Regions from separate parts of the Mus musculus genome. Here regions 2, 3, 4, 5, 6 and 7 are each linked to region 1. A link is a contact called in public ChIA-PET, HiCAR-type and promoter capture Hi-C data. All regions are on one chromosome and are shown on one strand. Each heading gives the region's core, a stretch centred on a gene start, on an enhancer-like site or on the middle of the called end of the contact. The rest is flanking DNA. Distances are from core to core; before and after follow the strand shown. Region 1 holds the start of Rfx2 (regulatory factor X, 2 (influences HLA class II expression)). Region 2 holds the start of Zfp119a (zinc finger protein 119a). Region 3 holds the start of Yju2 (YJU2 splicing factor). Region 4 holds the start of Tnfaip8l1 (tumor necrosis factor, alpha-induced protein 8-like 1). Region 5 holds the start of Dpp9 (dipeptidylpeptidase 9). Region 6 holds the start of Fem1a (fem 1 homolog a). Region 7 holds the start of Uhrf1 (ubiquitin-like, containing PHD and RING finger domains, 1).

The links. Promoter capture Hi-C pulls out the DNA fragments that hold promoters and counts their contacts. ChIA-PET counts read pairs in DNA pulled down with a chosen protein or histone mark. HiCAR-type assays count read pairs that join an accessible place to other places.
Region 2: a contact with region 1 is called in a HiCAR-type map of astrocytes, with 4 times the contacts expected there. The contact joins the promoter of Zfp119a here to the promoter of Rfx2 in region 1. A contact is called at or near these places in 2 of 39 promoter capture datasets (the C10 cell line and liver) and 1 of 115 datasets of contacts at active chromatin or transcription factors (astrocytes).
Region 3: a contact with region 1 is called in a promoter capture Hi-C map of liver, with 4 times the contacts expected there. The contact joins the promoter of Yju2 here to the promoter of Rfx2 in region 1. A contact is called at or near these places in 3 of 39 promoter capture datasets (liver and pre-B cells), 5 of 484 Hi-C or Micro-C datasets (CD4 T cells, CD8 T cells, cardiomyocytes and 2 more), 1 of 115 datasets of contacts at active chromatin or transcription factors (large pre-B cells) and 2 of 9 other capture datasets (adipose tissue and liver).
Region 4: a contact with region 1 is called in a promoter capture Hi-C map of neural stem cells. The contact joins the promoter of Tnfaip8l1 here to the promoter of Rfx2 in region 1. A contact is called at or near these places in 2 of 39 promoter capture datasets (neural stem cells and pre-B cells) and 2 of 115 datasets of contacts at active chromatin or transcription factors (astrocytes and pancreatic cancer cells).
Region 5: a contact with region 1 is called in a promoter capture Hi-C map of pre-B cells. The contact joins the promoter of Dpp9 here to the promoter of Rfx2 in region 1. A contact is called at or near these places in 1 of 39 promoter capture datasets (pre-B cells) and 2 of 115 datasets of contacts at active chromatin or transcription factors (embryonic forebrain and pancreatic cancer cells).
Region 6: a contact with region 1 is called in an RNA polymerase II ChIA-PET map of memory CD8 T cells, with 50 read pairs. The contact joins the promoter of Fem1a here to the promoter of Rfx2 in region 1. A contact is called at or near these places in 2 of 39 promoter capture datasets (cranial neural crest and liver), 1 of 484 Hi-C or Micro-C datasets (CD4 T cells) and 2 of 115 datasets of contacts at active chromatin or transcription factors (memory CD8 T cells and pancreatic cancer cells).
Region 7: a contact with region 1 is called in a promoter capture Hi-C map of embryonic stem cells, with 2.5 times the contacts expected there. The contact joins the promoter of Uhrf1 here to the promoter of Rfx2 in region 1. A contact is called at or near these places in 3 of 39 promoter capture datasets (embryonic stem cells, erythroid cells and neural stem cells), 2 of 484 Hi-C or Micro-C datasets (embryonic stem cells and nephron progenitors) and 2 of 115 datasets of contacts at active chromatin or transcription factors (pancreatic cancer cells and stem cell-derived neural progenitor cells).

The regions. Positions count from the first base shown.
Region 1 is chr17:56,829,074-56,833,444 of GRCm38.p6, reverse strand. It overlaps Rfx2 (regulatory factor X, 2 (influences HLA class II expression)), which reads left to right and starts at 2,437. Exons shown (of 17, transcript NM_009056.2): 1 at 2,437-2,562.
Region 2 is chr17:55,877,182-55,881,552 of GRCm38.p6, reverse strand. Zfp119a (zinc finger protein 119a) reads left to right here and starts at 2,600. Exons shown (of 4, transcript NM_144546.6): 1 at 2,600-2,693. The coding sequence starts at 2,691.
Region 3 is chr17:55,957,017-55,961,387 of GRCm38.p6, reverse strand. It overlaps Yju2 (YJU2 splicing factor), which reads right to left and starts at 2,201. Exons shown (of 8, transcript NM_028381.3): 1 at 2,127-2,201; 2 at 575-675. The coding sequence starts at 2,150. Gm16712 (predicted gene, 16712) reads left to right here and starts at 1,987. Exons shown (of 3, transcript NR_108021.1): 1 at 1,987-2,254. Ebi3 (Epstein-Barr virus induced gene 3) reads right to left here. Exons shown (of 5, transcript NM_015766.2): 5 at 4,366-4,371.
Region 4 is chr17:56,160,054-56,164,424 of GRCm38.p6, reverse strand. It overlaps Tnfaip8l1 (tumor necrosis factor, alpha-induced protein 8-like 1), which reads right to left and starts at 1,934. Exons shown (of 2, transcript NM_025566.3): 1 at 1,819-1,934.
Region 5 is chr17:56,216,648-56,221,018 of GRCm38.p6, reverse strand. Dpp9 (dipeptidylpeptidase 9) reads left to right here and starts at 2,130. Exons shown (of 21, transcript NM_172624.3): 1 at 2,130-2,278; 2 at 3,558-3,610.
Region 6 is chr17:56,254,204-56,258,574 of GRCm38.p6, reverse strand. Fem1a (fem 1 homolog a) reads right to left here and starts at 1,782. Exons shown (of 1, transcript NM_010192.4): 1 at 1-1,782. The coding sequence starts at 1,666.
Region 7 is chr17:56,300,968-56,305,338 of GRCm38.p6, reverse strand. Uhrf1 (ubiquitin-like, containing PHD and RING finger domains, 1) reads right to left here and starts at 2,002. Exons shown (of 17, transcript NM_010931.3): 1 at 1,778-2,002; 2 at 89-253. The coding sequence starts at 241.

The sequences.
Region 1 (4,371 bases), core at 1,188-3,687:
CTGTCCTTGTTCCTTTAGATTCTTGAAGCCCTTCATGTTTCATATTGCATCCTTATATTTTTTGATATCTATATTTTTTTTCTTTTTGAGAAATTATATATTTTTGAACTCATGTTTTTAGGGTTCTTTTCCACAGCCTTAAGGGTTGTCTTGAAGGTTCCAAGGCTCACCATTTATGATACATTAGCCTCATCTTTACCTCCTGGACTTGTATTCTAACTACCATGGAGTCATTAACAGTAACAGGCAGGACACTCCTTGAAGGAAGGGCATAAAATGTGTACACTGTTATCCAAAGGAGCCCTACACCCAAAGCGGCCATTGACATTCTAGTAGGCCCATGCCCAATGGCCCTGTCCCAGGGGCAGGAACCATGTCATTTTGTCCCCACCAAGGCCATGCAGGACCTGGCAGATTCACAGCTCTTGTCTTCCAAAGGGGTTTCTGAGAAACCCAAGTAAACTCACAGGTGAATCCTGGATAGTTGACATGGAAAAAAAACTGGGGGAAAACAAAAAACAAAAAAATAAAAAACCCTGACTCCTGCCTGCCATTGTTACTCTAACATAAAAAACATATGTTTGGAAGAGGGGAACAGGGCTTTCTGCCAAGCCGAATGATCCTTGGAGGACACAGGGGAAAGGCAGAAAGTGTTCACAAGTTGTCATCTGATCACATGTGTATCATATCATGTACATATCACATCCTAAAGAAATAAATGTAAAAATACTAAAACTCTATGTAAGGAGTGAGCCAGCTGTATCGTCAGCGAGTGAGAGGCTTAGAACTCTGAGGTGTGTGGCTGAGATGAGAGGTTCTCTTTCCTTCCCATCCACAAGTGTCCCAGGTCTAGAAACCCTCCTGCACTTCTTTCCACAGTCTCCTTGCTAAAGACCAGGTTTCCAACCCATGAGCTCTGGGGACACACTTCTCAGTCTCTAAAACCAATGAGTTCTGAAGGGCCACAGTTTGGTCCAAACAGATTCAGGCTCATTCATGCATAGCCATTTGCCTCCATGATAGTTACAGTTGAGTCTATGGGACTGGGTCTCTCAGCACGGGGGTGGGGGTGGGGGTGGGGGATGGGGACCGGACACTAGCTTTGTAGTGTAGGCAGCCAACAAAGTGGTGTTGTGGCACCAGGCTTCCAGTTGCTCCAATATATTTATTTTGGAAACTCCAGTCCTAGAGGCAGCGTCTACTGCCTTTCTCGCGGCCTAAGTTCAGGATTTCATGAGTTAGACTGTGCACAAATGCTTGGTGGCACCTGCCTCTCACCCTAGTAGTCAAGGACCTAAGACAAAAAGAACATTAACTTGGACTACATAGTGGGAATCTAGTCTAGCTTGGACTACTTAGCAAGACCCTGACTCACCGCTTTGGGCACATAAGCCCAAATTACCCATGTTCACTGGTGCAATTGGACGTTCAATGAATGAATGAATGAATGAATGAATGGAGCTATGGTCTGACAGCTCCTCCGCACTTGGGTCTCTGGGTTTAAACCTTTCCTTTTGCGTTAACTTTTCATTCTGTTTGTGTCATCCCACCAAAATATAAGCTTTATGAAGAGTCCACATTGAGACCTGTATATATATATGAACCAGAGAGGACAGAGAAGCGAGATGGGGTGGGTGAGGAGTTGTCAGCTTAGCCAGGACTGGTGAACACACACCCATCATCCCAGCACTAGGAGATGGAGCCAGGAAAATCAGGTGTTGGAGGCCAGCTTAAGCGGTGTAGTGAGTGTATACAAGACACCGGCTCAAAAAAAAAAAAAAAAAAAAAAAAAAAAGGAGAAGCGCTGGAGAGGAGGCTTCTGCTCTTGCAGAGGACCCGGGATCGGTCCCTGCTCAATTAGGCGGCTCATAGCAGACGGTCACTCTGGTTCCAGGGCGATCCAACGCTCTCTTCGGGTCTTCATGCGCATTGCATGCACACGCATAGACAACAATCTTTAAAAAAAAAGTTTTCAGTTTGTGGACCATGAAAGAGCAGGCGCAAGGCCAGAGTCTGCTGCTCCCCTTAGACGGTGAGCGCCTCCGGTCTAGCGGAATCACCGTAACTCCGCAAAACACGCACTGCCACCAGTGGGCCCTCGCGCACCTCCTTAGAGCCAACCCTTCCCGGGAGCCGCGCGCCTCCCGCCAGGCCCCGCCCTCCTTCTCAGCGATTGGCTGGTATTCTACCCAAGGACCTGCCCCTTCACCTCTGACGGGCACTATGAAAGCCAATGGGGAGATCGCCCGCCCTCCCCGAGGCCGTTGGAGGCGGGCATGGGCGGGCCGTTGGAGGGGGCGGGGCGTGCAGCTTGGTAACCGTTGCCGGGCGCAACGCCCCGCCCCGTGAGGGCAGCGCGAGGCTGAGGCGGGCGGGCGCCTGCTGCGGGCGGGCGCTGCGGGCGGGCGGGAGGGCGGCGGGAGCCGGAGGAGGAGCGGCCGGCGCCGCCACCGCCGCCGCCATAGAGACTGTAGCCGTGGAGACTGTTACTTACCAACGCGGAGCGACACGCAGCGGCCGACGCCGCGGGAGCCGCTACCGGAACTCCCTGCCGAACTCCAGGTGAGCGGTGCGGGCCGGGGCAGGGGGCGGTGGCGGAGGGGGGGGGGACCCCGCTGGAGGGGGGTCGCGGGGGCGGGCGCGGCCGGACCCGGCGCCCCAACTTTGCAGACGCCAACCTCATCCAATCCTGATAGGCGCCTCTGATTTGGGGGAGCCCTGGGCTGGGTGGAACCCCTCTCACACTCTCAAAAGTTTGTAAAGTGAAGCGATCTCTTCTCGCCTTTGACGCACTAAATCTGACTTTGAGGAGCGGGGACTCCAGAAGACCCCTCCTTGTCTCTTACTCCACAACACCTGAAACTCGGAGGCGCCCTCAAACTAGTCAGTCCTCTCTTTGACTACTCCCAAAGCCTGAATTGGAGTTGCCCCAAACCCGCTCCTTGCTGTCATCCCCCTAAAACCTGAGTTGGGGGCTCCCACAGAGCCAGCCATTCTCGTCCAAGTCTGAAAACCCAGAGGCACCGTCTCCCTTTTATACTTATGAAATCGGGGTTCTGGCTTTTATCCATGTACTTAACTCCGAGGGTACTCTTCTGCTTGCCTCATAGTTCTGACCCTCGGGTTTCCTTCTTGACTTAGGATTTGGGGGCTCCGGCACCGTTTTCTTGTGCTTTGACCAAAATAGTCACTGCGTTTGTTCTGTTCTGGAAGGAACTCCTCCCTTCGCGTTTTCTTGCCCATCCCAAATACCCCCGGCGCCCCAAATCCTCGGACCACTCTCCCCTGGAACCCGACACCGCTGCGTTTGGGGGTCCTTTACCATGCCGCTCCGGGAAGCTCAAGCGCACCCATAGCGTCCTCTTTGCCGAGATCCCCAATCTAGAAAACTTTCCCGAAGGAAAATATTGTGTGAACCGTTTGTAGGAAGATCCAGGAGGCCGGGAGAGTGCGTGCGCAGCCCTCCTGTGCACAGGCAGCACATCCCAAAACACCGGATTGTCTTCCTCGCCCCTTTCCATGGGTCATATCCGAGTTCGCAGTTGGGATTCGCTAGGGCTGCGGTTGTTTCCTTGGACCCTAGAGAGCTCGGTTCCGGACAGAGCCCCCTAGGGTGGCGGGGAGGGGAGTTGGGGCGGGGAACGCACCAAGAAACAGCTGGGACCGCTGTCTCTCCTGAGACTTCACCCCTACTTTAGTACGTCTCCGGAACACTCCGGTACTCAGGTCCCCCAGGAAAAATCCTACAACGATTGAGTGTTAATAAATGTAACTTTATTAGCATGTACATAAGTGTGGCCTTCTCCTGTGTGTATAATGTGTTGTAATCATAACCACCACTCGCCTCTCTTGACCCTGATGACCCCCACTCCTCCAGCCCTGGCTTGCTTCTACTTTTTGCTCCCTTTTTCCTTGAAGGGAACAGAGTTCAGTTGGGGCCACGGCGCAGAGGACAGTGGGTCCCTCCTCAGAAGTGGCCGTCAGGTCCTCGGGAGTCAGATGACTCTTTTCTTATTGTCAAAAGTGATTTGCTTTCCGATTTAAATTTTTACGTGTATTTATTGTGTGTGACTATACTGCACGTGCACACACCCCCGGAGGTTAGAGGACAGATTACAGGAGACTCCCTTCAGCACTTGATCTTGGGAGCTCAGTACACTTGGTGGCAAGAGCCCTTACCTGCGCATCTCCCTGCCAGTGGAATGAGCTTTAAACTTAAAGTGAAGCGAAGACAATTCTAGAACAGTGATGATATTAATAAAATAATAATGACGTAAAACTTCTCTTAAAATGTTTTCCTGTTTGAGTTTTTAACGTCAGCCTCAGCCTGTGAAGGTGCCTGTTTGATGGGACTGAGCTCTGGCTGAGTCC
Region 2 (4,371 bases), core at 1,351-3,850, 950 kb after region 1:
AGAACTTCAGACCAATCTCCCTTATGAACACTGATGCAAAAATACTCAACACAATTCTTGCCAACCAAATCCAAGAACATGCTTGTACTGGCTAGTTTTGTGTCAACCTGACACAGCTGGAGTTATCACAGAGAAAGGAGTTTCAGTTGGGGAAAATGCCTCCACGAGATCCAGATGTAAGGCATTTTCTCAATTAGTGATCAAGCGGGGAGGTCCCCTTGTAGGTGGTGCCACCTCTGGGCTGGTAGTCTTGGTTCTATAAAAGAGCAGGCTGAGCAAGCCAGGGGAAGCAAGCCAGTAAGGAACATCCCTCCATGGCTTCTGCATCAGCTCCTGCTTCCTGACCTGCTTGAGTTCCAGTCCTGACTTCCTTAAGTGATGAACAGCAATGTGGAAGTGTAAGCCGAATAAACCCTCTCCTCCCCAACTTGCTTCTTGGTCATGATATTTTGTCCAGGAATAGAAAACCTGACTAAGACAACGATCATTCACCACGGTCAAGTAGGTTTCATCCCAGGGATGCAGGGATGGTTCAATAATACGGAAATCCATCAATGTAATCTACTACATAAACAAACTGAGAAAGCATTTGACAAAATCCAACACCCCTTCATGATAAAAGTCTTGGAAAGATCAGGAATTCAAGGCCCATACCTAAACATAATAAAAGCAATACACAGCAAACCAATAGCCAACATCAAACTAAATGGAGAGAAACTTGAAGCAATCCCACTAAAATCAGGGACTAGACAAGGCTGCCCGCTCTCTCCTTACCTATTCAATAAAGTACTCGGAGTCCTAGCCAGAGAATTAGACAACAAAAGGAGATGAAAGGGATACAAGTTGGAAAGGAAGAAGTCAAAATATCACTATTTGCAGATGATAATGATATTACACTTAAGTGACCCCAAAAATTCTACCAGAGAACTCCTACAGCTGATAAACAACTCCAGCAAGGTGGCTGGATATAAAAGGAACTCAAACAAATCAGTAGCCTTCCTGTACTCAAATGATAAACAGGCTGAGAAAGAAATTAGGGAAATGACACCCTTCACAATAGTCACGGTACTATTACATACCTTAGTGTGACTCTAACCAAGCAAATGAAAGATCTGTATGACAAGAACTTCGAGTCCCTGAAGAAAGAAATGGAAGATCTCAGAAGATGGAATGATCTCCCATGCTCATGGATTGGCAGGATTAATATAGTAAAAATGGCCACCTTGCCCCATACAATCTACCGAGTCAATGTAATCCCCATCAAAATTCCAACTCAATTCTTCACACAGTTAGAAAGAGCAATTTGCAAATTCATCTGGAATAACAAAAAAAGTAAAACAAAACGAAACAGGATAATGAAAACTATTCTCAATGATAAAAGAAATTCTGGGGGAATTCACTATCCCTGACCTCAAGCTGTATTACAGAGCAATAGTGATAAAAACTGCATGGTATTGGTATAGAGACCGGCAGGTAGATCAATGGAACAGAATTGAAGACCCAGAAATGAACCCACACACCTATGGTCACTTGATCACACCCTGGTCACCTCCCCTTTGGGGGCCAGAATAGTTGGTGTTTGGGTTCATAGACCAAGCTGGTTTAAACTTTTTTTTTTTGGAGACAGGATTTCTTTGTGTATCCTCCCTGGCTGTCCTGGAATTACTAGGCTTAAACTTTTGATGTCCTGACTCCACTTCCCAAGTGCTGGCATAATGAGCCAGTGCAACCACTAAAGGCTGGGAATGTGTTAGTGTTTTGGCTACCAGTGTTTAGCTGAAAGAAGTGTGAGCAATTTAGATGAGTCTTTTTAAAAATGGATGATGCCTGGTGAATATCAACCAGGAGGTTTAAATTTGACCTGGATAGTCTGGATGCTCTTTTGGCTGTGAGGCAGGTGGATCACTCCACTTGAGGTTGTTTAGTGATCTGTGTATGCTAGAGACCTTGTGCCTAGATTAAGGAGCCTCCTGAGTGCAGCAGAGCAGGGACGACTGTGCAGTCCTGCTGTTAGGAAACATAATGGAGTGAGGTGAAGTAGCTTTGGCAGATCGAGCTGAAGTGTGTCCTGAGAAATTACGCCATGCATCTGGTGTAAAAAAGCTTTATTGGGGGGTGGGGGTTGGGGGACTGAGGTCCTGGCGAAGGGACAGAGGCAGAGAAGTGGGCATATGACAGGCAGAGAGAGAAAGGAGCGCACACCGGGAACAGAGAGACGGCCTGCCGAGTAGGGAGAGAGCTCCGGTGGCTGGTGGGTGGATACATTCATCCTGAAACAGACCGGGCGCGCCTGATGGCATCGGCAGGTGATGGCATCTGATGACAGAAGTCTCTGCTAGGTCCCCGAGAGTAGGCTTGTGGACCTGCCTGTACGCTAACAGGCGCAAGTTCTATGGCAATGCCTGTCTCTCCGCGTCTGAGACAGTTCTGTGCCTGAGCGGACACCAGGACTGGGAACCACTGTGCTGTGATACTTCACAGCCCTCGGTGACTAGGGGAGCTGTCACTCATTCCTTACTAGCCAATCACGGCCGCATGGATCCGCTAGCCAGAATGGGGAGAGCACTTCCGTTCCCTAATACTAAAGGTTCGGGCTCGGGTCTGAGGGAGGCTCTTGTGGTTCCGTGTCCTGGTCTGCCACCCGCTGCCGGGAGCTGTGAGGAGAGCGGGGCGAGCTCGGTCTCCACGCCATGGTGAGCGGGGCCGCCGTCCCCACGCGGGGAGGAGCCTTGGGAGACTGTGTGGGGTTCCTCCCGGGGTGCGGGAACCGGCGGTCAGACTCGCCGCCCGGCGTGATTGCGTTTGTTCACCTGAGGTCCCTGCACCTCCGGAGCGGAAGCCGGACGTCTGACTTCGATCCCGGGCTGCGCCTGCGCAGAGTGTGGGGCGCGGGTCCTGGAGTGAAAACATCCTTGTTGCTGACGTCACCATGCAGTGAGCGCCTCAGCTGCTTTTCCTGTGTCCAGGGAAGGCAGATGTGCTGACATGGAGAACCCTAGTTTCTCCGGTGTCTTCTACAAGTTCTGCACTTGGCACCTGAGGTTCTGATGTATGATCCGTCCGCAGTTAATTCTGTGCAGATGCAAAGTGTTTGCCATCGACACAGACTTGTAGATGCCTTGACCGTCCAGTAACGTGTGTTAGTAAGGCCAGGCTCACTGGGTTTCCTGGCCTCTTTCATCAACATTTACTCTATTTTAGTTGTGTGTTTTTTTTTCTTTTCTTTCTAAATTTTCTCTCATGTTCTGTTGATCTCTATTCTTTCCCAGGAAGTACTGTGCAGGCAGGTTTTCCCGGTTCTCTGAGAGAACTGGGTGGGGAGGGAAACAAGGGATAATAGCGAGCAATCAGAGAAAAGATACACACTTAAACCTGAGTTTGCAGGCCTCCAATTGTTTAATTTCTTCTTAGACAAGTTAGGGAAGGTTATTTTAAGGAAGCCTGTAACCCCTCTAGAGGAGTTAGTGTAGAGGAGTAAAGCTTTGTTCTCTTTATTTACTAAGACCAAACCTTCCTTGTTAGTTAGAAAAGACCTGTTCTGTCCCATAGTAAGGAGAAGTCTGCCTGCTCCTTCTGCTCTCTGCAGCTCTTTTTTTTTTCTCTTCCCTCTGCATTCTGTACATTGCTCTCATAGTTGTTTTTTTTTTTTTTTATGTTATCTATGGTTTCTAAGTTGTTCCACTCTGTATTCTCCTTCTAATCTTGCTCTCTCTTTCTGTTCAGATGTCACAAAAATGCTCTTATTCTCATTGCCTATATGATTTGATTTATGCCCCACAGGGTTGCCTTGGTCCAATCTTTCCTTCTTTGTAAAGGAAAAGTGTATTCTGAGCCCATGCATGTTGAGAAGTTATACTTTTTGTTTATTTTGATTTATAGAATTTGTATATTTTGAGTTTATATGATGTCAAAGTCAAGAGATTGCCCTTAGTATTCGACGAAACTTTAGACATTTAAACAGTGTTGGGACTGTGATATAATATGGAGATCTTTGAAATGAGAATAATTACATTTTGAATTATTGCTAGACTAGGAGCCTGTGATGGTTTGAATATGCTTGGCCCGTGGGAAGTGGCACTATTAGGAGGTTAGAGCCTCATCGGAAGAGGTGTGGCCTTGTTAGAGGAAGAGTGTGACTAAGAGGGTAGGCTTTACGGTCTGCTACAGCTCAAGCTTCACCCAGTGTAGAGAGCCTTTTCTTAGCTGCCTGTGGAAGAAAGTCTCCTGGTTGCAATTGGATCAAGGTTTAGAACTCTCAGCTCCTCTAGCGCCCTGTCTGCCTGCAGGCTGCCATGCTTTCTGCCATGATGATAATGGACTGGATCTCTGAAACTGTAAGTCAGCCCCAGTTAAATGTTTCATTTTATACAA
Region 3 (4,371 bases), core at 952-3,451, 870 kb after region 1:
CAAGCACCATGACTGCCATGTTCCCCACCATGGTGACAATGGACTAACCCTCTGAAACTGTAAGCAAACTCCAATTAGATGCTTTCTCTTCTAAGAGCTCCCATGTTCACAGTGTCTAAGACAGGAGCAAACAAAGAAATGAAGACAAGATATAATCAATTAGTCACACGGACAGCTTCTCCATCCTCAGTGACTGTACAGGTGTGACTTACAGGATTGTGATTCTCACACACAGTCAAGTGTGAATAACTGTCTGGTTCAAAGCTGGTTGAACCCAGGAAAGTGGGGGTGAAGGTCTAAGAGGAGGCTGGCAGCCTGCCTGGGATGAGATGGGAGACAGGCTCTGTCAGAGAAGCTGGCTACAAGAGATCTGCAGGCAGATGCCATAGGTGGTGCAAAGGCCCTGGGCAGGAGGAGGGCTGCCACTAGAGGGTCCAAAATCCTGCAGGGCCAAGTGTCACTCTGATTTTCTACTGAGATAGGGGTTGGGGACTCTGTGAGGGTGGGAACTATTATCTTTGTTTGTTGTTTCTCCAGAGAATCAGCCTCCAGCCTCATGTCCCCAGGGATTCACCTCATGTTGAAGGGGGCCATCAGACGCACCACATACTGCCGGTCCTTGGGTAGCTTGAGTTTCGGGATCTTCGATGGGTCAAAGTCAGGTGGGTAGTATTTCTGTGGAGAAGAGGGCGTTGCTGTTTTCTGGTGCTCAGGTCCCATACGGGCAGGAATGGGGTCTGAGAGCCATGTTAGCAGACGCAGGATACTCTGGTTTAAGGGATCTATCTGCTCAGGATTCAGCTTGCTGGAGCCTTTCCAGACATGAGCTGTTTGAAGCACAGTCATGAGAAGAGAAGTTGGGACAGGGAGGAGTGCACAAGCTTCCAACACAAATTATATAGTGTGGTGGGTCACTTTCCTACGCTGTGACATGCCTTCTAGGGAAGGTTCTAGAGGCCCAGGGTTTGCAGTAAGGGTGGACCCCTGCTGCCTATCACATGATAAGATTCTAGACACTCATGAGGAAATGGAGGCCCGACATAAATCAGACCTTGTCAATGGTGGCCTAACCTGCACTAGGGTACCACACAGGCTGCAGGGCACCATCCCAGGGCAAAATCTGGCCAGTGAATCTCCTTGGGGAGAACAGGCTCTGGCCTCTCTGTGTGCTTGGGAGGCTGGGGTGAGGCGCACAGGGACAACCACTCTGGGTTACTGGCATGCCAATGTCCAAACCCAGCACCCGGGAATTTGAGACAGGGGGCTGAAGAGAGACAACTCCCCTCTCCCCCAAAAAGAAGCTATGTGGACCACCAACAAGGAGGCTCTGCTTTTGACACCTACTGGCAACCAGGCTCACGAGAGAGGAAGCTTTGCTAATTCAGGCGGTAGACGGGAATGATGGTGTACAACTGTCATACCAGCACTCAGGAGGCTGATGCAGAACTGTGAGTTTACAGTCAGCCTGGGCAGTGCACACAAACGTGCTGCACAGACAGACATGAAGGAAAAACATAAAGTGAAAATAAAACTAATCCTTTAAAAAGTGAATATAGCCCATCTTAGGTGTACAAACTTTTGGTCTGTGAGTTCGAGGCCATTCTGGGCCTTCTGTGTACAGTGAAACCTTAACCCAAAGCAAACATTTAAAAAACAGATCCAGGAAATGGAGAGCAAAATTTTCCAAGAGTGGAGACTGAGTCACCCCAGAAACCCCAACATGATGTAGACATCTCTGCAAAAGGTTTCGGATATTAATTCAACAAAAGCCGGGAAGAACTGAGGTGACCAACAACATCCCCTGATCTGATCTGGGGAAAACCCACAAAGAAGCAGTCCTGCCCCCAATTGGGTAAAGTGACAGAAGCTCCGCTTCCCTGGTGATGATTGGTTACTCACGAAGCTGGGGGGGGGGGGGCGGGGAGAGGGGGAAGCTAACGACCGCCCCCAAAAATGTGATTGGCAAGAGTTTGGAAAGCTCCCGCCCGACTGGAAGACGCGCGTGCGTGTGCGTGCGTGTGCGCGAGAGGGGCTTGCAAAAGGAAATGACCGGAAGGAAGCACGCCTCGCCCGGAGCCCTCGCACACTTCACCCTCTGTAGGAACATTTAGACTCTGAGCACTTACGTTTAAAACTTTCCGTTCCGACATTTTCGCTTCCTGTCCAGCGAACAAGCGAAGAAGCGGTCCTCAGTCTACGGGGAGTTTCTCCGATTCAGCGCCTCAGTGTCGCCACTTCCTAAGCCGGCTCACTGGTTGGTGCCTACCCGCTTCATCGTTCTCATTGGCTGCAATCTTTGTCGATCCGAGTCGGGAGTGCGCTTCCGTTCCCTTCCGGGTGCCGGTAGTTGAAACCCGAAATAAAGGTTCCGGGACATGTGGATCCTGTGTGCGCTTATCTAGCACACTGAAAGGATGGAGAAAGCTGCCTGGGATAATAACATTTTCTCTCCTAACTCTGATCAACAATGCTGTTTGTTTTTTTGAGTCAGAGTCTCACTGTGTGTCCCTGGCTGTCCTGTAACTCACTATGTAGCTCAGGGTGGTCACAAACTAAAGGAGATCCTCCTGCTTGTGAGTTCTGGGACCAAATAATTAAAGGCCACCATGTCCCGTTCTGGTGTTCCTTCTTCTTAAGTTTCTTTATTTCTGCTGCTGGGGATGGAATCCAGGGTCTTTGCATATGCCAGGCAGGCACTCTACCACAGAAAACACCACCCAGCGCTCTAATGCTGGGAGGTAGCCTCTCACTAAGATGCCCAGGCTGGCCTGGAGCAGACTCTGCAGTCCAGCTTGGCCTTAAATTTGAAACAATCTTACTGCAAGCCTGGAATCAGTGACCTGCCTGGTTTTCATTGTGTTTTGTTGGTGGTGGTGGTGGTGTGTGCGTGCGCGCGTGCGTTTCTTCTTTCTTCTCCTTTTTTTTTTTTTTTTTTTTCGAGACAGGGTTTCTCTGTGTGGTCCTGGCTGTTCTGGAACTCACTTTATAGACCAGGCTGGTCTCGAACTCAGAAACCTGCCTGCCTCTGCCTCCCAAGTGCTGGGATTAAAGGCCTGTGCCACCACCACCCGGTGCGTTTCTTCTTTTATGAGAGAGGAACTCACCACGTAATCCAGGCTGACCTTGAAAACTCAGTAGTCCTCCCCTCCCTCTGACTCCCAAGTGCTGGGTTTACAAATAAGAGACACTGTGCCCAACTCTTTTTACTTTTTTCTTTAAAAAATAGTATCTTTGCTGTTGTTTTGTTTTTGTTTTTGAGACAGGGTTTCTCTGTGTAGTGCTGGCTGTCCTGGAACTCAGTCTGTAGACCAGGTTGGCCTCAAACTCAACAAAGATGCGCCTGTGGCTGCCTCTAGTGTTGGGGATTAAAGACATGCACCACCACTGCCAGGCTTAGTATTCGTTTTTTACATTTGTTTATTTATTATTTGTGCCTACAAAATATGACAAGCCCCAGCATTGAGCCCAGCCCCCATTGCTCCTCCTCCTCCTATTCTTTTGGTCTTTTTGAAACAGGATTTCTAGGCTGGTCTTTAGCTTGCCACCATCCTCCATCCCTACCCCCACCCTCGATATCCTCATTTCAACAAGGCTGGGCTTTGTCCTATTTTCCTCTTAGCTGAGGAAACAGGTGCTAGGGGTGTGTCTCCAACATTCTCCTACAGGTAGCTCCTGTGCCATGTCCTTTTGCAGGGCCTTGCACCTTGCTCCATCCTCTCCCTTTCTCCCACTTTCATGCCCCCCTTCATGCACTGTACCATGTGGAATTCCTTTTTGAAGCTAGCACCATTCTGTGTCCCCCCAGGCTCCTGACCCTCGAGCCACATTAACTTCTTTTTGTCATGAAGGCCTTGTTTGGGGGCCCGTGGAGATGACTCAGTCGGTGAAGCCTTGGAGGTATGAGGCCTTGAGGTGTGCTGTGTGCACACAAACACAGACAAGCCCCAACGTCACTCACTCCATGGACATGATGGACAGACAGGGATAAAGAGGCGCTCCTGTGCTGGAGCACAGGCTGTTCTAGCTGAAGACCCAGCAGTCACCCTGTGGACCGGTACTCCTGCTTCACGGGCTCTGGCGCCCTCGTCTGGCCTCAGTGGGCACTGCACATAACCCTTTACTTATATTTGAAAATAAAATATTTAAAAATTTAAAATGGGCAAAGAGGAATTCTTAATTTTAATAGTAATTCCTATTGGGTGGTGGTGCACGTCTTTAATCCTAGCACTTAGGAGGCAGAGGCAAGCGATCTCGGTGAGTTTGAAGATAGATTGGTCTACAGAGTCAGTTCTAGGTCAGCCAGGGCTACACAGAGAAACCCGGTCTCAAAACAAAGAAACAAAGAAACAAAACAAAACACCACGATGATGA
Region 4 (4,371 bases), core at 685-3,184, 670 kb after region 1:
AGGACTACAGAAGACCCCACCTGCACAGCACCCTCTGGAGTGGTTACCTCCGCTGGTTTCCACATGGGGAAACACAGGGTTGGGGCTCAGAAAAACCATGCAGGGGAGACACTGGGGTTCTTGGAGGAGTGAGCTCACTGGGCCCCCGGATCAAGTCTCACTCTCTTTAAGCCTCCACTAAGCCCTGGATGGCACCTGAGTCAGTGGGTGGCACGCCTTCCTGTGGCCATGATTATTTGGCCTGTATGCTGAGTCCCCTCATACGGAATCAGATTTTTGTGAGGTGAGTCCTAGCTTGCCTAGGGCTGAGAGAGTAAACTGAGGGACAAGTCTCTATGTCTCTTCATACCCTCAGGATCCACCACTCACCCATTACGGAACTAGCAGCCCTGGCCCAAGTCTGGCTCACCATGTGTGGGAAGGCCCAGGGCAGGTGTTCTGTGATGACTCTCTTTGTTCTGTTACATTGTACAGTCCCCATGGCCCCGCCCTCATCCCTCCCAGTCACCCACATCCTAGGTGCGGCCCAGATCATGAACTTATTATGTTTTAAAGTTGTCGCTGCCTGTGTTGATCTGCCAGGGTTGTAGAGGGCTCAGCACGCACAAAGGTCTCAAGTGCAAGGACATTCCATGTGGAGAAGAGGCGGCCACTTTGAGGTCCCAGGACAGAAAAACAGGAAGTTTGGCACTCAAAGCCTACATTCCTGTTCTCTCTCTCTCTCTCTCTCTCTCTCTCTCTCTCTCTCTCTCTCTCTCTCTCTCTTTCTCTGTTGGCTGTTGTTTGTTACAGGATCTCTATACATAGTTATGGCTAGCCTGGAACTCACTTTGTAGACCTGGCCTCAAACTTACAGGCATCCACCTGCCTCTATTCTAAGCACTGGGTAAATGGGTAAATGTCCTGGTATATGTTGTGTTTGGGCCGGAACCCAAGGCCTCTTGCTTACTAGGTGAGCACTCTACGCACTGGGCTACACCCTAGGGTCCCTTTTGTTTTAGAGACAGCCTCGGTGTGTAGCCCACCCTGGCTCAGCCTCTCTTTTGTCTGTTTAAGCACCCCCAAGAAGCCTCAGGGAGTCACGAAACAACTGTCCCAAGTCAGACAGGGAAACTGAGGCTTATAATTAAGTTACTTGTTCAAGTGAGTCAGGTTTGTCTGAGCTGTGTCCTAACCCCAAGGCAAGGTGTTCAGAGGCGTCACAGCCTGGAGCTCGGGAAGTGACCCAGAGGCCTGTTTCCAGTTTAGTGTTCCACCCTGTCCCTCTCCAGCCCCGCTGCTCACAAAGGTGACAAACCAGAATATGGTTCTGGAGACAGTGTCTCCATCTCTCTGGCCATCCGCAGCCCATATTCTGGACCCCAGTTTATCCTCCAAACCAACACTGAAAGAGCCAGGAGGCTGCAGACCTGGATCAGGTCACCTGCCAATTATGTGACAGCCACTGTCCCAGTTCCCAGATGGTAAAACTGAGTTCAAGCCCTCGGGCAATGGGAAGCTTGAAGTGCCAGTCCCAGTCAGGGTAACCCTGCACCAGCCAGAGCCACAGTGGGGTCCAGCTGGCTACCTCAGAGAATACCTAGACCATTCTGGAGTCAGGCTGCACACTTGTACAGAGCCAAGTCCATCAAGTGTCCTCTTGAGGACATGTGTTAGGACTATTACAGTAGCCCACAGCAACCTGCTCACAACACCCATGCTCCCACAGTCAGTAATAGGTATACAGAGGAAACTGAGGCGGGATATACAGAGGACGGTGTGGGGATAGGAGGGGACGGAAAGAACCCAGGATAGCCAATGCAGGACCCCATCGCTCACCTGCTCCTCGGGATGTGTCAAGCCTTCAGTTTTCTGTAGGTGCCTCTGTGGGGCCAGAGGCATTGGCCGCTGGATCTGAGCCCGGCCGCTGGCTAGGAGGCCACGCCCCCGAGAAAGGGCTCGCCCCCTCTAAACGCTCACTGGCTCAGCAAATGGTAGCGCACAGGCAGTGTACGAAGGAGCCAATGGCAGCAAGCCTCTGCCAGGAGGTGGGAGGCATGACGCGGGCGTGGGCGAGGGCGTGGTCTGCGGCCGGGAGATTCCTCCGGAATAGCGCCGGCGCTGGGTGCCCAGCGCAAGGGATGCCGTGGCGGGAAAGTGTTGGAAGGAAGAGGAAGGAGACTGAGACAGAGAAAAATGGGGTATACGTGCACCGCGCGACAGAGATCTGAGAGGCCAAAGCGAAGAGAGGCGCCTCCGCGAGACACCTGCATCCCTCTGAGCGGGTCTCAGTTTACCCACTAGGTAGTTAGAGTGTCACCTGGGACTCCCATGACAAATGCACCCCAACATTTGCCTTGCAACAATTTTGGGGTTCCTGAGTACTGCGGAGACTCTCTTTCAGTTGGTGTCTCTGGAGTAAGGGGGGAGGCACTGTGATGACCTCCCTGACAGAGGCCAGACAGGGCCAGCTACCTCCCAGGGGGCAGCTGTGAGACCTGGAAAATCAGTCTGGGAGTGATTCCCACACTCCCACCACCCCCAACCCATCCCCAACACCCCCACCTTACTCCAAACTCCACCCCAACTCAACCACGGGTCTGCACTTCCTGTGCCTGGATGGCCCTGTCACAGCAAGGACACTTGGAAAAGCCTCATCTGCCATCTTCCCTCTTCAGAAAGCCCCCTCAGGTGTTTGCTGACTGCATTCTAACCTTCCTTGCATGAGCCTTAACACACAAAACTAAATCCAGGCTTTTGAGAGATAGAAATTGAGACCCAGAGAAACCTTAAGTGACTTGCCTAGAGCAGCACAGACCCAAGTGGCTTTCCTGATTTCAGATTGTCTGTGCTCTGGGCCAGGAACTTACAAGTTCAGTAGCCATCCCAGCTCTGCCGGGTGCTGAACATGGCCTCTATCTGCTCTGTACCAGGAGCTCACCCTTGTGACAGCCACACAGGACCCTAGACAGAGCTCAGTATCAAAGACAGAGACCACAGCTCTAGGTTTTTCATACCCCAGTATGAGCCAGGGCAATTAGTGTGTTTTTGAGGTGTGTGGGGGGAAGCAGGTGTCACTGAAGCAGGTTTGGGGGCTTCTGATTTTTGAGCACTTAGAGTCTGAGGAACCCACAGATATCATAGGTGTGATAAAGTGGGGATCAAACCCAGCTGTGTGGGTTCAGGGCTAGAGCCTACCCCTCCCACTTGCCTAGAGTCCCGTGGTGAGAGGCTGGGTCGTGGACAGGGTGGAGCCTCTGCCTAGAATTCCCCAGTGAAGCCTTGAGTGGGCTCTTGTGAGGATGTGGACTGTCTTCCCTGGCTCTGCCAGTGTCTCCCTCACCAGGTCCTCACAGAGTCTAGCAGAGGTGCTCTGGTGCGCTTGATCCTCTAGATCAAGTGGGCAAGGGGGCATGGGCGGAGGTAGAATTATTTCCTAGCATGCAGGAAGCCCTAAGCCCCTACCCAGCTTAGAAGCAGTAGTAAATAATAATAATAATAAACAACTTACAAATTGTCTGTAAGGATGAGGGGACACACACCGGACCATATAGAAAACAATTGGAAATTTCCGGAAAACCTCCATGACCCCAGGGCATTCCCCACCTAGGTACACTCGAGTAGAAAGATAGATTCTGACATGAGTTTATGGCAATTTTAATTGAATTATTCACCGTAGCCAAACGATGGAAGCAGGCTACGTGTCCATCACTGGAGAGAGGAGATGAGGCATGCTGCCTAGAGAGGGGGGAATATTACTCTGCCTGGAAGAGAGAGGCCATTCAGACACCAGGTCCCCATGATATCTGGTGATGTGAGCCACACACAGATGCATCCCGTACAGTCCCACTCCCAGGAGTTCTCTGCATTGATCAGAGCCACAGAAACAGGAAATAGGGTGGTGGGTACCTGGGGCTGGGGAGAGGACAGAGCTAGTGTTGGATGGGAACAAAGCTTCAGACCGCAGAGATCAATAAAGGTTAGGGGGTTAGGAGGGATCGTCTTAGAATGAGAAAACAGAGATTAAAAGATTAGCTCATGTGATGGTTTATATATGCTTGGCCCAGGAGTGGCACTATTAGGAAGTTTGGTCTTGTTGTAGGAAGTGTGTCCCTTTGGGAGTGGGCTTTGAAACCCTCCTCCTAGCCACATGGGAGCCAGTCTTCTCCAGTCTGCCCTTGGATCAAGATGTAGAACTCTCAGCTCTGCCTACACCATGCCTGCCTGGATGCTGCCATGCTTCCCACCTTGATGATAATGGACTGAACCTCTGAGTTCAGTCTGAGTAAGCCAGCCCCAATTAAATATTGTCCTTTATGAAAAGTTGCCTTGGTCATGGTGTCTCTTCTCAGCAATGGAGACCCTAACGAAGACAACTCAGAAAGGAGCTTC
Region 5 (4,371 bases), core at 881-3,380, 610 kb after region 1:
CCCCTCTTGAAGGAAGAAAGTATTTTTATGGAGCCCACAGTTAAGAGACTTTGAATTTTAAAAGATATTGGACATTTTAAAGGGATTGAACTTTAATATTCAAGACTGTGGGACTTTTAAAATTATTTAGATCTTGGGAATGAATAAGAAAGTAAAGCTTGAGGCTTAATAGTGATTGATGTGTTTGTGTATCAAGTTGACAAGGGGTCATTGTACTGGCTGGTTTTGGGTGTCAACTTGACACAGCTGGAGTTATCACAGAGAAAGGAGCTTCAGTTGAGGAAATGCCTCCATGAGATCCAGCTGCAAGGCATTTTCTCAATTAGTGGTCAAGGGGGAAAGGCCCCTTGTGGGTGGTACCATCTCTGGGCTGGTAGTCTTGAGTTCTATAAGAAAGCATGCTGAGCAAGCCAGTGGAAATAAGCCAGTAAAGAACATCCCTCCATGGCCTCTGCACCAGCTCCTGCTTCCTGGCCTGCTTGAGTTCCAGTCCTGACTTCCTTGGAGATGAACAGCAGCATGAAAGTGTAAGCTGAATAAACCCTTTCCTCCCCAACTTGCTTCTTGCTCATGATGTTTGTGCAGGAATAGAAACCCTAAGACACCCTCTTTCTGTCTTTAGTAGTACATGTTCATGTCAAAGGTCTCCACCTCTGAGTGCTGGAGCTGACCCTTGACCCCAGAGGACCTCCTCCCTCCCTCCCCCATCACATAAGTTCATCTTCAAGTTCAAGCAGATGCTGGGGCTTAGGCTCAGTCCCAATCCCCAGCTTCTCATTAACCAGGCATGGTGGTGTACAGTCACCCCAGCACTGGGGAGGAAGAGGCAGGAGTTCAAGATAAATTTTAGCTACATGAGACTCTTCCCCAAAATGGGTGTGAAAAGAAAGGGGTCAGGAGAGAGAAGAGGATGGCTGGAACTGGGGAAGACCAGGAGAGCCGCCAGGCCCTCAGCCACGTCCTGTAATTGTGTAACAAATGGTGTCTCCAGGGAGGGTTCCTGGAAAGGGAACAGGGTTGCAACATCATGTTAAAAATGTAGCTCTCAGGATTTCCGGTCAAAAAGTTAACTAGCTAGGAAGCTAAGTGGGGACACTTCAACAACAATGGAGGATGCTCACTAAATGTCACTCACCAAACAATGGATGCCCTTCTGCAGGAACCCTGTTAGGATAACTTTTGGGGAGTGTGTCTTTATTTACAAAAGCTCTTTAGAGGCTTGAGAGAGGTGGCTCTGCGAGGAGGGGAGTCCATGTCCCAGCACTCATGTGGCCTTAACTCCAGTTACAAGAAATCCATTGTGGGTCTGGAGAGATGGCTCAGTGGTTAAGAGCACTGACTGCTCTTCTGAAGGTCCTGAGTTCAAATCCCAGCAACCACATGGTGGCTCACAACCACCTTTAATGAGATCTGACGCCCTCGAATCTGAAGACTGCTACAGTGTACTTAGGTGTACTTAGATATAATAATAAATTTAAAAAAATTAAAAGGAAAGAAACCCATTGTCCTCTTCTGTCACACTCGCGTGGCTCAGACACAATGCACAGATAAGAAGTAAAACATGAGCCGGGCGTGGTGGCGCACACCTTTAATGCAGAGGCAGGTGGCAGAGGCAGGCGGATTTCTGAGTTCGAGGCCAGCCTGGTCTACAGAGTGAGTTCCAGGACAGCCAGGGCTATACTGAGAAACCCCGTCTCGAAAAACAAAAAACAAAGTAAAACATGGTGTGGGCGAGATCTAGACAGAGCAGGCAGATCTTAGAGTTCAAAGCTAGCCTGATTAAGTGGAGAGTTTCCGAGCGCTGGGATGAGCGGCGTAAGCAATCTGGGACTAGAACCCGGGGCCACCTTTTGGAAGGCAGCTTTCCTAACCACTATTCTACCAATATCTCAGCTTTCTTAGATATTTTTAATAGGTCACTGCAGGGTCGAGCTGGCCAGCAGAACTGGAGCAGGGGTGTCCATCCCGCAGTCCTCTCCCAGACAGCAAGGGGCCACCAGCCTTGCCTTCAGCCCTAAGACGCTCCTGAGCATTGTCCCCTAGAGTTTCACGGACGTTGGTTCTGCCCTGACGTTACCCAATCAAAAGCCTCTGCTTCTGCAGCTCAACTTCCGGGTCAAAGGAGGCGCAGCTGGCGGGTCCCCCCGGTGTCCGCCGCCTTCGCTGTCCCCCCGCGCCCGCCACTTCCGGGCCCTCGTCTTGGGCATGGAGCGTCGCGTGTGAGGCGCCGCCGGCCCCGGGGACGCCCTGCTCAGCTTGTCCTCCGCGCCACGCTCGGGTGAGCAGCGTCCGGCCCCGGCTCGCCGCCTCCCGCCCCGGCCGGCGCCGTCCGCCCGCCTCGGCGCCGCGCGCCCTGTCCTCGTCGTCCCCGCCGCTCTGGTCGCCGCGCTTCGCCGGTTCCGGGCCGCGCCCAAGAGCTGCTGCCGCACCGCTGCGGAGACGCAGCCGCCAGCTTCATCGCAGAGCGCGGCTCAGCCCGGCGTCCGCGCAGCCTCCGCCAGCCTCCGCCAGCCTCGTCTCTGCCAAACCCTCCCTCCCGGCCTCATCCTTCCCAACCTGATCCCCTCAAGCCTCATCCTCTTCCATCTTGATCTTCTAAAGCCGGATCCCCGCAAGCCTGATTCCCCTCCCAGCTTGATCCCTCAAGCCTGATCCCCAAAACTTGATCCGTCCAACTTGTTCCCTCAAGGCCTGATAGTCCAGGTTGACCCTCCTCTCAAACCTGAAATCCTAAAGCTTCATACCCCAAAGCTTGAAACCCGCAGCATGAACCTCTCCAAATGACCCTACCAGCCTGACTCTTCCAAGACTGGTCACTCCCCAAGCCTGATCCTTCACTCAGCCCTTATCCTCTGCCTCAGTTTCCACATTGTCGCATGCCAAGCTTGATACCCTCCCAGACTAAAATCATATCCTCTGTCTCATCCCTTTCCTCCCCGGATTAGCTTGAACCCCCTCAGCTTCCAGCATTCATTCCCTGCATCTTGAGCCCCACCCTTAGGATCTCGGCCTTAGGCCCATCCATCCCCTCCCCATCCACGATTTTGCCCAGCCTTTGACCTCAGCGGCCTTTTTGCTGCCTGTTACCCAGGCTCCCTCGGGAGCCCCCAGGGCAATCACCAACCTGCTTTCGAAGAGTTGGGACTGGTGCCCAGGAGGTGTGGACCACAGTCGCCAGTTCCCTGCTGGGTCCCAGGGAGACCGCACACTGAGGGACACGTCTCTTCCAAGTACAACCCAGGGCATGTTGGCAGCCCCGAGGGGCTGGGAGGCTCAGTTAGAGTCGAACCAGGTAGATAGGGTTAGGCACAGGCGGAGACTCCCGCCCGCATGGAAAGTGAGTGAGAAGAAGCCACACACATCACCGGCCCCTCCATCTTCACCGGCCCCTTCATCCTCACTGGTTCCCCAGTTCACACCAACCACTCCATCCTTGCCAGCCCCTCATCTTCCGCCAACCCCTTCATCCTTGCCAGACCCCATTTTCACCAACCCCTTCATTCTTGCCAGCCCTTCCCATCTGCCCACCTTAACAACACCACATTTGTTCTTCTAAGGTCCGTGCCCCTCGCCTGCAGCTGCCATGGAAGCTCCTTGGACCCTTTAGAAGGTGAGTTGTGCTGGGGTCGGGCAGCAAGGCAGGCTCTGTGGTGGGCTGGGGCTTGCTGTGGAATGCAGAGGTTGACAGTGGCTTTGGGGCCAGTTACCCCTGGTCTTGGTCCCTGCTGCAGTACTTTGCCCTCTCCAGGGGGACAAAGGAAGAGTGGCTAGTAAGCTGGGTTTGAGGGAGGCTTGGCCAACCTCCCTAGCTCATCTGATACAGTACCTAGTGTGTGGGCATCAGTCTTTATGGTAGTGTTTGCCTCAGAGAGACCATTGGGTGTGATTTTAAAATGGCTCATTCATCTGACAGCTGTCATTATGAAAATCTGTGTGTGCACTCCCGAATCCTCACTTAGCCCCAGGCATAGATATTGTAGTCTGGGTTTATAGCTTTGAGAGTCACACAGCACAGATATGACTAAGCTGGGGTTGGACCCTTCTCCCTGACATGGGAAGTCCTGCTTTTCAGCACTGGACAGAGAACACTGGCCACTCTTCCACTTTGTGTTCAGGTGGCATCAAACATCCATCAGACTCTTCTGAGAAGGCGACTGGGTGGTGACTGGGGACAGTAACCAGGATGGCATAATGGCTTGTGCCTTTAGACACTGACAGAATGCTGCCTGGAAAGGAGCTGTCATCCCTTGGGGGCACTGGGGCAGGTTGTTCTCTATGAGGCATCCTGGGCCCTGCAAAGTACCTGAACACTGTCCCAGTGGCCAAGCTCTGGTCTGGACAGACAGACATGTCCCCAGACATTTCCTGGGC
Region 6 (4,371 bases), core at 533-3,032, 570 kb after region 1:
CGCAGTCCAACAGCACCTTGACCACCTGCAGCGATGGGAAGACGCCCACACGATACCGGCCCACGTTGGTGGTCTCCTTGTCCACCGCCATGTGTAGTGGGGTGAAGCCGTTTTTACCGCGAGGGGCACACTTGAGCAGGCGGTAGACTGTCTGGTGCTTGAGGTGTTCCTGGCTGGGGGTGCACTCCACCTTCTCCAATAGGTACAGAAGGTGGAGGATGATGGCAATGGCTTTGGTGAACTGTGCGGAGTCACCCGGTTCCTTGGGCAACTGCAGAGCCCGCTCCACTTCCCGAACCCCTTTGCTGAGCACACCCATGAGGTCGGCAAAGCCAAGCTGCATGCCCAGGTTGCCCTTGGCCGAGCGGTCCTGCAGCACGTAGGAGAAGAGCTCTGCAAACGACAGGAAGCTGCTGGCGGTCATGGGGCTCAGGGGCTCCAAGTTGTTTTGTTGCATGTCCAAGGCATACTTCCACAGACGGATACAGCGCTCGAAATTCCCGGAGTCCGCATAGACAGCACCCCGGTACCGTATGTAGTATGAAGTGTCAGGATGTGAGGGGCCCAAGATTCTCTCCCGTATCAGCAGCGCCTGCATCCGCATTTCATCAGGATCTGTAATGAGGGCTTCCAACTCTTGGGGTGTAGTCACCTCCCTGGAATAGTCATAGGCCAGAACCAGTTGCTGGGGCTCCGGCTTAGGGAGGTAGCCTCCACCCTGGTGACGGAGTTCCATCGCCCTTCTCCAGTGCTTCAGGGCTCCAAGCAGATCCCTTTTCTTATCCACGTAGGTGGCACCCAGCAGCTCCAAAGCTTCCACAGCTGCTTCCCGGCTGGTAGGGCAGCAGCTCTCATACGGTTCTGCTTCTTCTGGGGTGGAGCAGTGGTTTCCTGCCACCTGGGAGGAGCCTTCCCCGGGAAGCTCTGTCCCTGAGAGCTGCTCGTGGCCCGGCTGTTCCTGGATGAGGTACTCCACGATGTTGGTGTGCCCGGTGACGCTGGCGGCCAGCAGCGGGGTCATGCCATAGCCGTCGCGCTCCATGCGCGCGTGGCAGCCCAGCAGCAGCTGTAGGATCTCCAGGCTGCCAGATTCTGCACAGTCGTGCAGGGCGGTGTTGCCCTTGGCGCTGCGCCGGTTCACCTGTGCGCCGCGCTCCAGCAGGTAGCGCGCGATCTCGCGGTGGCCCTTGTAGCAGGAGATCATAAGGCACGTGTGGCCGTGGCGATTGGCCACCTCCAGGTCCGCCTTGTGCTCGCCCACCAGGTAGCGTACCACGTCCAGGTGGCCGTCGAAGCAGGCGGCGCGCAGCGGCGTGGAGTTGGTGCGCGTGGTGCGGTTGACCGAGGCGCCTCGGCGCAGAAGGCTACGCACCACGGCCAGGTGACCCGCGGCCGACGCTGCCCAGAGCGGCGGCGCGCCCTCGATGGTCTCGCCATCGAAGTGCACGGAGCCGCTCGCCTCCACGCTGGCGCCGCAGTGGTCCACCAGATACTCCACCACGTCTAGGTGTCCACGGCGCGCTGCGATTAGCAGTGGCGTGCCACCGCCGGCCACCTCACCCAGCAGCTCCTCCAGCTCCTCACGCCCACGGCCGGCCAGCAGCTTCTGCAGCAGCGGCAGCTTGCCGTCGTGCGCCGCATTGTACACCGCTGTGTGCAGATCCATGCTGGAAGCCTCGCTGCTGGATCTAGCCGGGCCGCCGGTCGCCAGAGACAACCTTCACCTTCTCCCGGGCTGTCATCTTAGCGGGTCTCCGGGAGGAATAAAATGGCCGCCGCGAAGGGGCGAGGACAGAGTGTGCACAGGCATGCTGGGAAATGGAGTCCTATGAGCGATCGCCCGCCGAATGATACTGGAATCAGAAAAGCGAAAAAACTACATTTCCCGAAAGGGATAGGGGGGAACCGGTGACAGGACGGCAATTTCCGCCAAGCAAGGCCAATGGTTAGTGCGATCCTTGGGAAATGTGGTGACATACTTCCTGGTATTGACTCTAAGGCGGAGATTGCCGGCAGCATGTTCTCACTCAGTTCCCAAAAGGACGTCTCTCAAAAGGGTCTCAGTTTTCAATTCCTACCATGCAAGTCTATAAAGTTGTATGTGACCCTGAGTATTTGATGACATACTTCCGGTTACTGTCACTGACACAGACTCTAGACAGGGCAAGAAGTCCGAGCTTTAGCTCGAAGAATACTGGGCGAGGTACCATTGAAAGACTACAGTTCCCATCATGGAAATACACCATGTTTTGAGGGGCTCTGAGCAGCTTGGCCAGGTGATAATGTGCATTCTGTCATTCATGTCAGAATCCACAGGAAAACATGAAGTGGGGGAAAAAGGAATTCGCTTCCCACAGCGCCGTGGGGCACCCGCGAGACGAAATGTAAATAAAAAGCCTCCCTTCGTATCGGGCAAGGCTCGGCGGCCCTTGCGGACGACCCAGGGTAGCGTGGTGCTGTACTTCCGGTTTTCGAGGTCGCGCAGGCAGGAAATGAATGGGCCTCCGCCTCCTTTGCGGACTACATTTCCCAGCGGGCAACAAAGGCAACTCCCAGCCAATCCGGAGCGAGGTGGAAGGCGAAGGGCTTCTACGAAAGGCTTGCTGACCAGCAGGGGGCGCGCGCCGAGTGTAAGATCTTGAGCTGGCAGCGCACCCCAACTCGCCTTTAGCTATTTGCAGAAATGTTAGGCAGTCTCGATTTTCACGTTAGCTTTTCTTTTTCTTTCTTTCTTCTTTTTTTAAGGAGCCACATGCGGGGCTAGAGAGATGGCTCAGTGGTCAAGAGCACTGACTACTTATCCAAAGGACTCTGGTTCAATTCCCAGCACCCACATGGTAGCTCCCAACTGGTCTGTAATTCCAGTTCAAGGGATCTTACACTAATGCACATAAAATAAAATTAAATAAATAAAAAATTTAAAGGCCACATGCTTTCCCTCCATCCGCCAAGGCCAGCAGAGGGCGTCGGGATCTTTGCCGCTGGAGTTACTGGTGGTGTGCGCATCCCTATGGTTGAGAGTCACAGCTGAACCACTGCTCCAGTTCCTCAAGGTCTTTTTAAAGATCAGTTTGAGGTAGGATTTCATGTAGCTCCGGTTGATGTCAATTCCCGGGACCCTCGTGATGGAAGATGAAAACTGATTCCCAAGGGCTGTCCTCTGACATCCATACATGTTCTGTAGCACATGGACACACACAGAGAATAAGAAAAATAAATGTAGTTTAAATTTGTATTATTGTGTGTGCACACACACACCGCAGCACAGGCACAGAGATCTGAGGACAACCCTTGGGAGTCATCCTCTTCCACCGTGTGTGCGTCCTGGGGCTCAAACTCAGGTCATCAGATTTGGCAGCAAGCACCTTTGCTTGCCTAACCACCTCACTAGTTGTTTTTCTTTGTTTTCAATATGATTTGTCTTTCTGTACTCCCTCAGGCCTGCAGTGAGTCAGCTCCAAGGAGACTGGGGGGGGGGGGGGCTGTGCTGGTGGCCACTCCAGCTCCTGTCTGCACCTTGTGTCTATCCATACCTCAGCCTGTCTCTGCTCTGCATAGCTCCTCTTCAGCTTCTGACATTTGCTTGTCTTGCACAGGCTGCTTGCCCCTGGCACCCCACTGCGTGTGAATAGCCATAAGCCACCTCGGAACCCCTGACCAGCAACTCTCATGTAGAGCCACAGCTGAGCCTCTGGCACGCACTAGCCATGCAAGAGACTCAGACAATTAGAGCTTCACCAGGGCTCTCCCACTAGGTGCATATCTCCAGGCTGTGGTGGCACAGGTGCATGCCTTTAATCCCAAAACCCAGGAGGCAGAGGCAGTTGGATCTCTGAGTTCGAGGCCAGCCTGGTCTAGAGAGTGAGTTTCAGGAAAGCCAGGGCTACACAGAGAAACTGTCTCAAAAAAAAAACAACTATATATTTATTATTGTTTATTTATATTGGTTTATGTACACATATACATGTGTATATATTTAATATTTTTAAAGATTTATTTATTTATTATATGTAATACACTGTAGCTGCCTTCAGACACTCCAGAAGAGGGCGTCAGATCTTGTTACGAATGGTTGTGAGCCACCATGTGGTGGCTGGGATTTGAACTCAGGACCTTTGGAAGAGCAGTCGGTGCTCTTAACCGCTGAGCCATCTCTCCAGACCCTTAATATTTTAATACGTATGTTCTTAAGCACCCAGAAAGTAGAAAAGGTGGTAGCACAGATCCCAGAGTTGCCAAGCCCAGGCTGGGAGGACCTGCTCATTCTCTAAACAGTTGCTGATGGGGTTTGGGGAGGAAAGGAGCTTAGAAGCTGGGCGGCGGCAGCCAGGACCAGGCTCCAGGAGGAAAGTGGGGAGGCCCATGGAACGG
Region 7 (4,371 bases), core at 753-3,252, 530 kb after region 1:
GCCTATTGCTTGGTGGCTTTGAGAAGCAGGGTGCTTGGAACAAAGCTCAGAGGGTGGATGAATGGAAAGGCGCCAGTGGCCCCCTTACCTGTTTGCCCCTATAAAAGAGTCTCTGTAGTTGGGGTTCCACGTGAAACACTTCCTCAATCTTTTTCCTCAGCTCCTGCACCTTGGTCAACCTGGACAGAGAGTTCACGGTGTGGGTCTCCTTCCCATCCATAGTTCGAACCTGGATCCACATGATGCCGATGTACTGGAGAGAGAGAGAGAGGGAGACAGAGGGAGACCCCCCCCTCCAGTCAGTGGGGCCTGCCAGGAAGGAGGAGGGGAAGTAGAGTACCCTCGCCCCGTTACATCGGATTGAGCAAAGGAAGCAACTCCCACGATCAATCTCCTGTAGTCCTGGCCTCCTACATAGGGCAAGACCCCACCCTGGGAGGACCAGGTGGCATAAATTAGGCACTTAAAAGTTTTAATAACCGGCGAGTGGGGACACTTGAATGTGAATTGCCAAAACACTCTGGGTGATCCAAGAACATCCATCCACCACGCTTCCAATGAGGGAAGAGGGAAAAAATGTCCATGGCGGGATAAAGACCCTGGTCGGGCTGAAAAGTGCCAGCAGCTACTCATTCATTCATTCATTCATTCATTCATTCATTCATTCCACGTAGTCTTAAGTCCCAGTAACTGGAACTCGCCAACTCCGAAGCGGACTGGAACCTCTCAAGTCCCAGGAGGGAGAACTCGGTCACAGAAGGCAGGGGCCCCCGCGCACGCACACACACACACACACACACACACACCACTCAGGACTCCCCCAAAGTTCCAGACCCGTGCCTCCCGCGCGCGTACTTAGAGCAAGACACCCCCCCGCCGTGGCCATGGCAACCGGCAGTCCGGGCCGGGCCACCCGTTAGCGCGCGCTTGTGGCCACAAACTCACCTGAACCCCACCCACAGCTGGCTGCCCTAACTTCCCCTCGGGACACAGACCCTGGCCTCCCGGAAAGGCGCTTTAAAGACCCGGGAGGCACAGAGCCCACGCCCACATCCGCCGCCGCCGCCCAGGCCAGACCCCTGGAGCCCCGCCGTTTAAGTTCCGCCCTTCCCGGAGAGCTCGCTGCTGATTGGCTCCTCCCGGGCTACGTGCCCCGCCCTCCTCGCATGCGATTGGCCTAGATGACCTCGGAGACGCCTGGGCGCGCGAAACCCGACTCGGGCGCGACAATTGAATCTCGGGGAGTGTCCGCTCTTAGGCGTGGAGCCGCGTGCACTTCCCCGCCGGACCCCACGCGTTTCCCGCGAACTTTAGCGGCACCCAGGAGAGTGAAAAACCAGGTGCAGCGTGGAGGATTCCTCTCAAGTTGCCCCTCAACGGATGCAGAAGCACGCATGCGCAGTGGCTGTGCAATGCCCCGAGCCACGCGCGGGAAACTTATGCCAAGTTTTCGGGTCTAACCGTGTGCACAGGGCCGGAGAGGGAGGCTCAGCGTGGAGGACACAACTCGGATTCCTCTTACAAGAGGTGTGGAACCCACGCGTGGGCAATGGCCCTCTGCAGATCTCACCCCACGCGCGGGAAAGTTTTGCAAAGCTCCCCCCCACGACCCGGGCCGTCAACGTAGTGCGCCTGACCAGTAAGAGGGCTAAGCGTAGAAGACACCCATCGGATCCCCTGAAGCAAGCCCCCGCAGCCTTGTGTGAGAAGGGTTCCTTTCAGTTTTGCGTGGTGCCCCGCGTGCCACTGTGTGCATAGAACGCGCTCTTCCACTCACCTCTCTCACGGCGGCGATCCGCACTCTCCTCTCCCTTGGAACGCCTGGTTCTAGGCTAGGGCTCTGCGGCTGGGTGACCCAGAAGGGAGCCGCGTGAGTGGCTGAAGACCCAAGTGAGCACTAGAGCGCGGGTTCCTTCCAGCTGCTAGGACTTTTTTTCCCGCGAAAACTCAGGGCGTTTTTATTAGTGTGCACAGGCTGCTGCGGGAGACTTCCACCCCAATTGGGTGGGGAGGGCTCTTGATTCCTGATTGGCTGGCGCTGTGGCGGGAAGCGAGAAAGCAAGTGGGGCGTCCGCATGACTAAGGATCTACCCCACCCCCGGCTCCGCCCAACGGGCCATGGACTTTCCCTGCCGGCTATGCTCACTTTACCAAGAAGGCCCAGTTCCCCCACCATGTAAACCTCATAGCATTCCTGGGAGAGGAGAAAGGGACACCACCACCACCCCGAGACTTCTGACCACACTACATGTCTATTCCTTCTGAGCTGGACAAACTTTGACCTCTTAATCTAAGCAACCCTGAATCTATATTCATATCCCCTAGGGGAACTTGAGGGGTGCCTCCCCACCAGATACCCTGCACCCCATGTCAGGTCTGAGCTCATTGAGTAACAGAACACTACAGATGGTCTCTCATGCTACCCATCCGCAGGGCTTCTTTTCCTGCCTGGTTTCCCCACCCCCACCCTGCCGGTCAGCAAGCTGTCCAGGCGTGCAGGGCCTCCCTGCCCCCTCCACCCCGGCGGCCTGCTCTGTTCTAACCATTCTTGGCGGACACTTGGCGCGCGCTGGGCATCTGTGCAATAACTAGTGGATAGAGAAACCAGAGTTAGGGGGCCCAACTGCTTGTGAGGCACACCCTCCCCTCCAGCATTTGCCATCTCTGGGAAAGCAAATCCTGACCTAGAAAACAGTGGAGAAGAAAATAATGAACATAGAGGACAATTCCAGGTACATCCACAAGTCATGAGGTCAGAAGTGACCAGTGGCCACGTGGGGGCTGGGACAGAGGCACTTCCGGCTGAGGAAGCCAAGGACACATGAGGTATAAAGAAGGCTTAGAGGGGAAGGCAGGAGGAGGCACCTGGACTGGAACAAGTAAGGCATCAGAGGCCGAGTGAAGGACGTTGGTTTTAAAGGTCCTTAGCAGAAAGACTTCCAATTTTTGTTTAACTGTGTTTGTTTTTTAAAAGAGTCTCACATAGCCCAGGCTAGCCTTCAACTTGCTCTGTAGCTGAAGATGACTTAGAACTCCAGAGCCTCTTGCCTCCATCTTGCTAGTTCTGGGCTAACAGGTATTGCACTAACCCCAGACCATTTGTGGGGCTCGGTAGAAGTTGTCCCTCCAAAGATGTTTCAAGTATCTTTCCGTGAGCCCCAAAGGTCTCCAGGCCCTCACCTCTCACCTCCAAGAGCTGGGAAAACAGGGATTTCTAATGGTAAGGAAAGATTTCCCAGATGGTCATTAGCCTCCTGACACCCTCCTGGCACTCAGGCACTTGGAAAGTAAAGCCAGGAGGATCAGGGGTCGAAATCCATCCCTAGCATGGGCTACAAAGACCATCTCAAAAAAATGCATGTAACAAAGATAATTAACATTAAAGGTCAAGGCGAGGGGCTGGAGAGATGGCTCAGCAGTTAAGAGCACTGGCTCCTCTTCCAAAGGTCATGAGTTCAATTCCCAGCAACCACATGGTGGCTCACAACCATCTGTAATTGGGTCTAATGCCCTCTTCTGGTGTATCTGAAGACAGCAACAGTATACTCATATAAACATAAAATAAATATTAAAAAAAAAAGTCAGTGGGGCTGGTGAGATGGCTCAGTGGGTAAGAGCACCCGACTGCTCTTCCGAAGGTCAGGAGTTCAAATCCCAGCAACCACATGGTGGCTCACAACCATCCGATCACGAGATCTGACTCCCTCTTCTGGAGTGTCTGAAGACAACTACATAGTGTACTTACATATAATAAATAAATAAATCTTAAAAAAAAAAAAAAAAAAAAAGTCAGGGTGAGCCTGGCATTGGTGGCGCACACCTTTAATCCCAGCACTTGGGAGGCAGAGGCAGGCAGATTTCTGAGTTTGAGGCCAGCCTGGTCTACAGAATGAGTTCCAGGACAGTCAGGACTACACAGAGAAACCCTGTCTCAAAAAAGAAAAAAAAAAAAAAAAAAAAAAAAAAAGCTTCACTGGTAAAGGTGCTTGCAACCAAGACTGAAAACCTGGCTCAATCACCGGGCATGACACACACAGTGGAAGAAAACTGACTTCTATGAGCTCCAACTTTCATGTGCATGTGGCCGCACACACAATAAACAAGGTGACGTGATGTCACTGTTTATGAAAACAATTGAACAAGACCCAGACCACAATGAACAGGATCTGCCATGGAGCATCAGGACATCTGGTTTAGGCTTTAGTGTCCTGAAACTCGCTATATACCCCAGCTGACCCCAAACTTAGCAGTCCTACTGCCTCACAGTGTTGGAATTAAAGGCATACTAGTTCTTTTACTTTAAGGGTCACACAAAGTTGCCCAGGCCAGCCTCGAACTGTTTTGAGCTTCCTGCATTGGCCTCCTAAGTTG